Linked DNA regions of Mus musculus: regions 1 and 2 are each linked to region 3. The links are chromatin contacts, called in public Micro-C and promoter capture Hi-C maps. All regions are on one chromosome and are shown on one strand. Each heading gives the region's core, a stretch centred on a gene start, on an enhancer-like site or on the middle of the called end of the contact. The rest is flanking DNA. Distances are from core to core; before and after follow the strand shown. Region 1 holds the start of Selenoh (selenoprotein H). Region 2 overlaps Tfpi (tissue factor pathway inhibitor). Region 3 has its middle 71 kb from the start of Ctnnd1.

Region 1 (3,593 bases), core at 859-3,358, 91 kb before region 3:
AGTGCCTGTATTCATTCTGTAGCCAATTAGGTTCCTCATCGCTAAACTTGAGTAAGTGGGAGGCAGTACCACCTGGCTCATATTGCTTTACAGTTGCAGGTAGATAGAATTCTTGGCACAATAACTGGCCTCTAGTGAACACTTAAGTATCAGAAAAGAGGTAGGTTAGGGCAGGTCGCTGCCCTCTGACTTACAGGTTGTGCTTAGTTAAATACTTCCTGCTCCTGCTCTCTGAACTTTACCTTCTCACCCAGCCGTTGATGTGTTCATCTCTTTTGCATAGGAGAATGTGATTCGAGAATTCAACTTGAATGAGCTATACCAACGAGCCAAGAAGCACTCAAAGGGTGGAGACATGTCAGAAGAGAAGCCTGTGGACCCTGCTCCCACTACTGTGCCAGATGGGGAAAACAAGAAGGACAAATAGGATCCTGCATTGTTTTTGCTTCCTCTCCTGTCAATTTCAGGAACCTTTGAGGCCCAGTTCCAGCTATAACCACAATCCTTGCCTGAGGCCTTTTGATTTCTGTTTGGCTGTGCCTGGGTAGGGGCACTGTGCCTGCTTCTGATTTTGAAAGAAGCATCCTGGAAACCATGAAGTATTCTACTATGAAGGGCGCATCTGCCCTGGTCAGCTGTTTCTCGAAGGGAGTGATCTTATCGATAGAGGTAGAAATGGTTTCCCTCCAAGGTTGGGTCAATGTGTAAATTGCTATTCAACACTTGGATATTACCAGTCTGTGGTTTAATTATTCCTCCTAGTGAGCTTGCAAAGCATAGACTAAATTAAACCCTAATGTTAGATGTCAGTATAAAGCCCTTAGAATTTTTCCTCAAGGACCCCTTCTTCCTTTAGGCCTTTCTGTCTTGATCTGTGCATTAAGAAATTTAAGTTTGGGGCTGGAGAAATGGCCCATCGATTAAGAAAGAGCACTGGTGGCTGCTTTTCCAGAGATCCTGAGTTCAATTCCCAGCAACCACATGATGGTTCATAATGGGATCTGATGCCCTCTTCTGGCATGCAGGCAGAATACTATATATAGTAAGTAAATCGTAAAGAGAAAGGAATTTAAGGGGTTGGAGAGATGACTCAGTGGCTAAGAGAATTGGCTGTTCTTCCAGAGGACCCAGGTTTGATTCCTAGCAGCACATAGAGGCTAAACCACCTGTAACTCTAGTCTCAGGGGCTCCAACATCCGCCCTTGACCTTGGCTGGCACTGTATGCATGTAGTGCACAAACACGTGACGGAGGAACACATAAAAGGCTTGTATGTGTTATCATTTAAGGTCACTGTTCCCAATTAAAAGCCTTCAACCATGATTTTCATCATTGGAAATAGAATTGAATGGCCACCCTGTGTTGTGGGAACTGAGAAGGGCAATATAAACCTGAGAGGTTCCTTTGTGTGGTGGGGCCTGAAGAAGAAAGCCCCACGGCTGGACAGCTGTTCTCTCCTCCTATCCCACCGCTTCCCCTAATAAAGGGACTGTTCTTTTGATTGCCTTGCTGTTTTTCCTTTACTAGTGGGCAGCTGCCGGGGGACTGCTTTTTTTGTTTGTTTGTTTGTTTTTTTAATCCTAAAATTGAATATCAAACCCAGGGACTCTAAAAGCCAAACACCTCTAGACCTCAACTTCCTTTTTAAGGTTGTGGATGAGGGCCTTGATCAGTTGGAGAAATGAACCCTAACTCACCATCCTCTTGATTTCACCTGGGTGTCTGAGAAGATAGGCACCAGCTACAGCGTCTGGATTGTAAATGGCTCGGGTTCAAATACACTTAACCGGTCCGTTTTTGTTTCACCGCATGGAGATGTGGAGTAACAATGTCGGTGCGAATTAGAATTCTGTAGTCTATGTACAAACGCCCTGGAAATGTGGAGTAGACTTCCCTGAGATTGGTCTGGGGATCCTTGGGTAGGAGGTATAGATACCGAAAACCCCCAGCCAAAGGAGGCTTTCAAGACTCCTCCGTCTCCGCCCAAGACAGACCCCCTCAGTGCTGTACAATGTTGGTTTGATCCGGATTTCCGCGCCGACTCCCTTTTGATAGCGTAGTTGGGCTTGAAGGGCCCGCCTTCAGATCACGTGTCCTTCCCCCCACCCCCGCACATTTCCCTTTGCTGCGAGATTTGAACTTTGCATCTGTGATTCCCGGCTGCTGGTTTGTCTCTCCGGAGTTGCATCGCCCCTTATTCCACCAACGCGCCATCCCCGAAATCCGTGCCATGGCCCCCCACGGAAGAAAGCGTAAGGCGGGGGCCGCGCCTATGGAGACGGTGGACAAGCGCGAGAAACTGGCGGAGGGCGCGACCGTGGTCATTGAGCATTGGTGAGGGGTTGGGGAGTCGAGGAGGGCGGGAAAGAGTTGGCTCTGGCGGCTGAGACCAGAGAGACCCCATTTGCAATCGCTTGTGTCTGTAGTACGAGCTGACGCGTGTACGGCCGCCATGCTGCTGCCTTGAGCCAGGCTCTGCAACTGGAGGCCCCAGAGCTACCTGTGCAAGTGAACCCGTCCAAACCGCGGAGGGGCAGCTTCGAGGTGACGCTGCTGCGCTCGGACAACAGCCGTGAGTGGAGGCCGCGATGGGGGGTGGGTGGGGGTGGGGCGAGAAGCGACTCCCGGCCACCTGATAACTGAGGGGAGGGGGTACCAATGAGTACCACCATAATTTGGCTTTATCCCATCCTTTCCCAGGTGTTGAACTCTGGACTGGTATTAAGAAGGGCCCTCCACGAAAGCTCAAATTTCCTGAGCCTCAAGAGGTGGTTGAAGAATTGAAGAAGTACCTTTCATAAAGAGGTTGGGAAAGAGTCCTCATGTTGAGGTTTGCATCGTGACCAGGGCATGCACACTGGGATAGACAGGGAACGTCTCCTTACCATTTCGGTGTATTTTTCATGGGATTTGGGATTTTCGAAGAGGAGCTAAATTGTAGAACTCCTGCTGATAACACTCCCGACCCCCAAACAAATCTAAGAGCCATTTGTACTCTCTTGAGTTAGTTAAGTCTTAGCCTGAGGGCACAGGCAAGTTTTGTTTGCTAATTCAGTTTTCCACCTCTGGTGTTATTTTAATTCTATGAGTCTATTGCAAATCAATAAATTCAATAAAGTGTGGCTTACTTGTAGTTAAGGTTTTTCTCCCTTGTATTGACAGCCTCTTTGCTGTTACTTCACTTTACCTGGCTTTTCTGTGTTTTGTTAGTAATCTGAGATAAGATAGCCTCAACCCATCCCGCTCGTACCCCCACTTCTTGGTTACATGGATTTTATTTTTGTCCCGTGTTTCATGCATGTTGACTGATCACTGATGGAAGGTGAAGTTAATGAGCTCCAGAGTTGTAGGTGGGGATGGGCTTGTCTCCTGGTCCTTGTGATGGAACCCTACTCTGATGTTCCCTTCTCTGTTTGCAGCTTTCAGTCCCTGGAGATGTTGAAGCATTTATGATGGTGCATGGCCAAACTTAAGCTATGCACCTGAAGCCATAGTTTCTTCCTCACCAGAAGTGATGGTTCAGTTGTGAGGCAGCCCTCCAGCAAGACATTGTAAAAGTGTTTCAATTGTTTAATAAAAGGTCAAGTATCTGAG
Region 2 (3,336 bases), core at 35-2,534, 120 kb after region 3:
ATGGCTCAGAATCCAGGAATGGTGAGGCTCATATTCTATGCTGTGTGGAGGGGAAAAAAGGAAGAGGCTGTCCTGAGACAGAGAATAAAGCGATTAGAGATCCCTGATGGTGCTCAGTCACTTGGTTCTAGCTGTTTCTGAGATTAATACAAATCAGTCCTTCTAGGCCCAGGTAGCTCCACATTGTCTGGAACGTGGTTAGTGACATTTTGACCGAATTCATCTAAGCTGGTTTTGACTACGTTGGAACCAAGCACAGACTAGATGACTAAATAAGTGATTTTTTTAAGCTGCAGCCTTTAAATAGGATTAACTTGGTAGACGTAGAGTCTCTATTCTTGAGTTTTTAGCAGGCATTCTACCTAAGCCGGCATTCTGAACCAGGCAGACAAAAACCTTACCTCCCAGTACATTCAAAACACAGCTGCAACGGACTTCCCGTGGAACCAAATGGAATCAAAGCGTCTCCGAAAGTATTTGAAAAAAATCAAATTAAAACCTAGATGTTTAGTAGAAATACTCTTTATAATCACATGTGTGGATCAGACTCTCATAATGGCATGAGGTATGTTGTATGAATTATAAATTTGTAACATTTTCAATGGGCACACATTACTTCACTATTCATGTATTTCAGTCCACCCATGCCTTTTTTATTTCTTTTTCTTTTTCTTTTCTTTCTTTCTTTCTTTCTTTTTTTTTTTTTTTTTTTTGAGATAGGGTTTCTCTGTGTAGCCCTAGCTGTCCTGGAACTCACTCTGTAGACCAGGCTGGCATGGAACTCAGAATATTTATGTATTTTCTATTTGTCAGTATTCTGATTTGGCAGTTTCTGGAATCAAGAATTATGACAGAAATTTCTATAACTTAAAAATTATGCAGTCTTAGTTATTCTGTTATAGAAGTAAAAATTGAGACAATAACGTATATGATACAAAGACAGGCATTTGAAGGGGTAGCTGTAGATCACGCATTTGCGCTGACTCTGAAGCCTCAACATCCCGTTTCCCGGTCCTTTCCCGGTCCGGCATCGTTTCCTTTCCCCTTTGAGTGCAAAGAGGAAGTCTTTGTGTGTGTGTGTGTGTGTGTGTGTGTGTGTGTGTGTGTGTGTGTGTGTGTGTATTTTGTTTTTTAAAGCTACATGTTTTTCAACTTCTTTTCCTTTTAAGATCCAGATCTTTAAATCTTTCTGAAACAGGAAATGTCCCACTTCCTACGGGAATCCATTTCCCTCGGGCTGCAAAAGGGCTGGCTCATCACTTGCCTGTCTTAAAGGCGGACAACTCCTTAAACCAGGGAAAGGTGACTTGATGAGCTGCAGGGAGGGAGTGGCTGGGGTCCATTGTGTTCAGCTACTCAGTGCTTATCTCGCAGAAAACCTGGTTAGGAAACGGGAGTTCTCAAACAAATACCACAAGAGACAAGGAGGGGATTTGTGACAATGCTTCCTTCTGAAGGAGGGACCAAAGCAAGAGGAAAGAGAGACAAAGTTGAGAGCTGCCTTCAGAATGTTGACGTCAAGAACAACAAAATAATTGGAAAATAAGAGTTCTGACTAAGAAAGCAAAGTTGCTGAGTGGCATGGAAAGTGCAACCTGTTTATACCCAAACCAGTTTTTAAAAACATACTAATATAACAAGTATAATAAGCAGGTATTTTATTATTTTAGTATATATATTATATATACATATATGTGTGTAATATATTATATATAATTATATATATAATATTTTGTGTACATATACAAAATCATATAAAATATTATATATAATCTTTAATGATTTTTTTACTATTTACATTTTTCACACTTTTTCTAATTAGATATTTTCTTCATTTACATTTCAAATGCTATCCCAAAAGTCCCCTATACCCTCCCTCCTGCCCTGCTCCCCAACCCACCCATTCCCGCTTCCTGGCCCTGGCATTTTCCTGTACCGGGGCATATGATCTTCTCAAGACCAAGGGCCTCTCCTCCCATTGATGGCCTACTAGGCCATCCTCTGCTACATATGCAACTAGAGACACAGCTCTGGAGGGTACTAGTTAGTTCATATCGTTGTTCCTCCTATAGAGTTGCAGACCCCTTCAGTTCCTTGGGTACTTTCTCTAGCTCCTTCATTAGGGGCCCTGTGTTCCATCCAATAAATGGCTGTGAGCATCCACTTCTGTATTTGCCAGGCGGTGGCATAGCCTCACAGGAGACAGCTATATCAGGGTCCTGTCAACAAAATCCTGCTGGCATATGTAATGGTGTCTGGGTTTGGTGGCTGATTATGGGATGGATCCCCGGGTGGGGCAGTCTCTGGATGGTCCTTCCTTCCTTCTCAGCTCTGAACTTTGTCTCTGTAACTCCTTCCATGGGTCTTTAATGATTTTTTACAGTCCAGTTGTTACCCCATTCTGGTCTGCCTCTGACAGTTCCTCATCCCATTCCTTCCTCTTTCCCGAAGTCCCCTCTCAAAGAGGATCCCCCCACCCCCACTTCTCCACTCCCTGGGACCTCTAGTCCCTCAAGGGTTATGTGTGGCATCTCTGACTGAAGCCAGACCTGGCAGTCCTCTGCTGTATATACATGTCAGGGGCCTCAGTCCAGCTAGTATGTGCTGCCTGCCGAACCAGTTTTTTTATTCATTCATTTTAGGTTGCATTTACAGCATCAAGCCATCATTCTGACCTTCCCTCCCCACCAGTACTTCTATTTATTTCCACATACGAGAGATAGTACCAACTCATATCAACCTGCATTTACCCATCTCTCAAACATTTTCCGTTTACCTTGTGTTTTCAAGGCTACAAGATGGCCTCCTGCTGAATGCTATTACATGTTCAGATGTGTTTGTAACCCTAGATGCTTCACGTTCATGTCTTAAAGGTGACCTTTAGAACTGTCAGCAGCTTGGGAGATGCATTACATGTGACGTAGTAAATTCACCCGGAAGCTTTTGAGAACCCTGCTAGCCTACAGATGCAGCCACACTGATTGCTTATTAAGCATGTTTGTGTTCTGTATTTCAGAAATGACTTACAAAATGAAGAAAGAATATGCCTTTTGGGCCACTGTGTGTCTGTTGCTTAGCCTTGTTCCCGAGTTTCTTAATGCTCTGTCTGAGGAAGCTGATGACACAGGTAAAATATTGCAAAGGTTGATTTTAGTTTTTACCTTGTCAAAGTTCTCAACTTAGTATGAAATTCACTAAGCTAGAATTTATACTTTTAACTTTTGTTTTATTATTATATGTGTATGTGTGTTTTGCCTGCATCTACGACTGTGCGCCATGCGTGTGCAGTGTCCCCAGAAGACAGAAGAGAGCATTGAGTCTCTTGAAACTGGTGTT
Region 3 (3,659 bases), core at 1,020-3,519:
GCTCAGTGGGTAAGAGCACCCGACTGCTCTTCCGAAGGTCCAGAGTTCAAATCCCAGCAACCACATGGTGGCTCACAACCATCCGTAACGAGATCTGGCGCCCTCTTCTGGAGTGTCTGAAGACAGCTACAATGTACTTACATATAATAAATAAATAAATCTTTAAAAAAAAAAAAAAAAAAAAAAAAAAAAAAAAAAAAGGAGTCTGGGGAGATGGCTCAGTGGTTAAGAGCCCTTGCCTTTCTTCCAGATCTGTAGTTCCTAGCACCTAAATTAGACAGTCGACAATACTCCTGTAATCCCTGCCTCAAGGAATCTGATGCCCTCTTCTGGCCTCTACAGGCACTGCATGCATGGCGCACACAGATATACACACAGACATAAAAGTCTGTACAGGGGAACTGAGAGCCTTGAGTTAATTTAAATAAGCTGAGAACTGACATTAGTTAATGCTTTGAGGAAAGAGGACCACAGAATGTTGACATTGGTTTAACTTGTTTAGGCTTCTTTGAACAAAGAAGAAAGACACTCAAACGTTTAAGTTTTCTCTCTGCAAAGACAGTTTTGCAATGTTAAAATAATTTTTTTCTACCAAATATTTCAAGTAAACCGAAGAAACAAATATTTTTAGTTGTAAGGTTATACCAGAAAATAAATGTCGATATTTAAAGTGTTGTAGGAGCATAAATATCCACATATACAAAATATATTATGTTGCATTCAAATATAAAATCAAATTAAACCTTTGTACTGTGTTTGAAGCCTAGTGTGTGTGTGTGTGTGTGTGTGTGTGTGGTGTGGGTCTCGTACATGCTAGGGGAACACCCCGTCACTGAGTTTCATCCGTCTTCAGCTTATTCTCTGTCTTTCTGTCTCTCTTCATGTCTCTGTATCTTTCAGCTCTCTCGATTGAATTTTCTTCCCTTCTTTCTTCTTTTTTACTTTACCAAAACAAACAAACATTTAAGTGTAAAGGTAAAATACCAGGTATTTTACTTTAGAAAAATTTCCCCCAAGAATCATTGTGTATTTTGTTTGTTTGAGACAGGGTCTTATTATGTTGCCCAGGTTGGTCTCAAATTTTTGATTCTTTGCCTCAGCCGCCTAAGTGCTGGGACTAAAGGATGCATTCCACTGTCTGGCTTTTAGTACTTCCCCCCCCCCCCCGCCCCCGACTTACTCCACTGGTGCTCTCTCTCTTTCCATCCTGCCCCACCGTGTGTGTGTGTGTGTGTGTGTGTGTGTGTGTGTGTGTGTGTGTGTGTGTGAATGCAGAAGTCTGGGGAGGATGTTGGGTATCCTGCTTTACTAAATGCTCTCTGCCTTATTCCTTTGAGATGGGGTCTTTTACTCTCCTAGTTTGGGTTACTTTTGAAATGATGAAGCACTATGACCAAAAACAAGTTAGGGAGGAAAGGGTTTATTTGACTTACACTTCTACATTGTAGTCCATACCTAGAAGAAGTCAGGACCAGAACTCAAACAAGGCTTGAACCTGGAGGCAGGAGCTGATGCAGTGGCCATGGAGGGGTGTTGCTTACTGGCTTGTTTTCCATGGTTAATTTCATGGTTAATTTCAGTCTAATTTCTTATCGAACCCAGGACCACCTGGCACTATCACAGTGGGCTGGGCCCTTCCCCGTCAATCACAGATTAAGAAAATGTCCTACAGGGGCTGGAGAAATAGCTCTCAATGGTTAGGAACACTGCCTGTTTCTCTAGAGGACCCAGGTTCAATTCTCAGCACCTACATGGGCAGTTTACAACTTGTGTATCGCAAGTACTCTTACCTACTGAGCCATCTCTCTGTCCCTTCATTGGTCTCTTACTACTCTTTATAGATGGCCAGTGACAATTGGTAGATTGGCCAGTGACAGACAAAGCTAAGTGTTAACTAAATTTCATTTTTCCCTTTTCTCTGGGTAAAAGGGAAGCTGATATCTTCTAGTCACTTTTATTGTAATGTCAAAGCTGCAAGCCTGGCTTTTGGCCAGATATGGGATAAAGTGATATGAGCCAGTTTAGGATAGATTTTTCATGGTCTTGGCTATTTCCCTTACCAATGTGACCTTGGAAGGCACAGGCAGGGAGGTACTATTTGCAAGAGAAAAGGGGCCAGATACCACCATTAGAATATTGTTCCCCTGGGGAGATATCTGAAATGTCTCAAATTACCTCCTGAGGTGCTTTGAATGAGAATAGCTCATACATTTGAATGCCTGAGCTCTAATTGGTGGAACTGTTTGAGAAGGGTTAGGGCGTGTGTCATTGGGGACACTTTAGTAGACACCATTGGTGGGAACCTTGAGATCAGGGCAGTCAGTCATGGAAAGGGATGATGGGACTCACAGGGCGCTGCCCTTTATTTCTGATCTGATGGATTCTGGGACAGAAATCACTGTATTAAATTTTGCACACTCTGTTGAGCCCACCAGACTCAAACAGATAACTCCAAACCCATGGTCACACAGTTTAATCTCAGTGGGTCACAAATAAAACAAATAGGCGTGAACATGAGCGATCTGTGAGGAGAAGGGTGACAGGGAGAAAGTAATGGGCAAGAGAGGGTGTGAGTGGTGTAGGTTAAGATTTCTCCATATCTACTCTATTGAGGGTTCTTAAATTCTTTAACCTCCCTTCTAGCTCACCAACCACGGGAAGTAGTAGAAAGGAAAGGCTAATAGGGCAAAGGGGGATGTGGGCGTGGTTAGCAATAGTTCTTTAGGGCGATTCCAGTCTGTGTTGTCAGGGCATCAGCAGTTCAGTCCACACAAATCAGCAGCCGCAGCTCGATCCACTTCAAACCACCGTGAATCGGCAACGGCAGTTCAATCCAGAAGAAGTCGCCGAGGCTCTGCCAATAGGCTGGAGTCTGAAGAAGTAGCAAGGAGCTGCCAGAATATCACGAGAAGTTCTTTGGTGCACTTCTCTCTATAAAGTCACAGCAAACAGGGATCAGCGAAGAAAGTGAGCTGAACCAATGCCCGCAACATCATCTGTGAATCAGCAAAGTCCATCAGAGATCGGCATAGAGTGGCAAGGCAAACCAATGTCTAAACATCATGGGTTCAGTCCCAGCACCCACAGGCAGCTAGCTCACAACCATTTGTAACTCTAGTTTCAGGGGATCTGATAACTTCTGACCTCCATAGGTATATATACATACCTACATACATACACGTAGTCTGGAACATATACATACACATAAAAATTAAAATGTAGGGTCATGACTTAATGGCAGAGTGCTTTCCTAACATTCACAAGGCCCTGGATTTGATCCTCAGCAGATCTTAAAAGGGAGAAATGTGCCTACAAAGGTCATGGGAAGGATTTTTATAATTATGTATTATATTTATTTCTCTATTTTGAGTGGGAGTGGGTGTATGTGTGTAGATCAGAGGAGGACTTTTGGAAGTCATTGCATTTTGGTAATTAGGCTTGATAGCAGTTGCCTTTACCTATTGAGTCATCTCGTTGGTCCTAATTATTCTTTTTTTTTTTTTTACAAGAAGTATCAAAATTAATTTTGATGCTAATTTTTAAACTTTTGGAATTTTTTTGAGAAAAAAAAATCCTTTTATTGTACTACCTGTTTAATAGAACTATTACTTTTTGTGTTTTGTGATTTCTTTCTTTTTTCTTTTTCCCTTTTGGAGACA

The links. Promoter capture Hi-C pulls out the DNA fragments that hold promoters and counts their contacts. A called contact is a pair of places that touch in the nucleus more often than the background predicts.
Region 1: a contact with region 3 is called in a promoter capture Hi-C map of embryonic stem cells, with 4 times the contacts expected there. The contact joins the promoter of Selenoh here to the enhancer-like site in region 3. A contact is called at or near these places in 5 of 39 promoter capture datasets (the C10 cell line, cancer-associated fibroblasts, embryonic stem cells and 1 more), 4 of 15 datasets of contacts at CTCF or cohesin (the G1E-ER4 cell line, the NIH/3T3 cell line, embryonic stem cells and 1 more), 15 of 484 Hi-C or Micro-C datasets (the HL-1 cell line, embryonic stem cells, extraembryonic ectoderm and 7 more), 5 of 115 datasets of contacts at active chromatin or transcription factors (bone marrow-derived macrophages, embryonic stem cells and trophoblast stem cells) and 4 of 9 other capture datasets (adipose tissue, liver, macrophages and 1 more).
Region 2: a contact with region 3 is called in a Micro-C map of embryonic stem cells, with 2.7 times the contacts expected there. The contact joins two enhancer-like sites. A contact is called at or near these places in 1 of 15 datasets of contacts at CTCF or cohesin (the NIH/3T3 cell line), 20 of 484 Hi-C or Micro-C datasets (the C2C12 cell line, the HL-1 cell line, bone marrow-derived macrophages and 13 more), 8 of 115 datasets of contacts at active chromatin or transcription factors (bone marrow-derived macrophages, embryonic stem cells, extraembryonic endoderm stem cells and 2 more) and 2 of 9 other capture datasets (adipose tissue and liver).

What each region holds. Positions count from the first base shown.
Region 1 is chr2:84,669,223-84,672,815 of GRCm38.p6, reverse strand. It overlaps Selenoh (selenoprotein H), which reads left to right and starts at 2,108. Exons shown (of 4, transcript NM_001033166.3): 1 at 2,108-2,333; 2 at 2,426-2,571; 3 at 2,700-2,829; 4 at 3,419-3,593. The coding sequence starts at 2,230. The coding sequence ends at 2,800. Tmx2 (thioredoxin-related transmembrane protein 2) reads left to right here. Exons shown (of 9, transcript NM_025868.4): 9 at 284-1,505. The coding sequence ends at 427.
Region 2 is chr2:84,457,814-84,461,149 of GRCm38.p6, reverse strand. It overlaps Tfpi (tissue factor pathway inhibitor), which reads left to right. Exons shown (of 9, transcript NM_011576.1): 3 at 3,017-3,127. The coding sequence starts at 3,019. Among named protein-coding and RNA genes, the nearest start is that of Tfpi, 15 kb to the left of the region's middle. Within about 2 kb of position 1,284, at least 28 of the 459 cell types and tissues checked have an H3K27ac peak or open chromatin away from gene starts, as enhancers often do. A contact at or near this core is called in embryonic stem cells, where this site is marked.
Region 3 is chr2:84,578,046-84,581,704 of GRCm38.p6, reverse strand. No RefSeq gene overlaps it. Among named protein-coding and RNA genes, the nearest start is that of Ctnnd1, 71 kb to the left of the region's middle. Within about 2 kb of position 2,269, at least 5 of the 459 cell types and tissues checked have an H3K27ac peak or open chromatin away from gene starts, as enhancers often do. A contact at or near this core is called in embryonic stem cells and induced pluripotent stem cells, where this site is marked.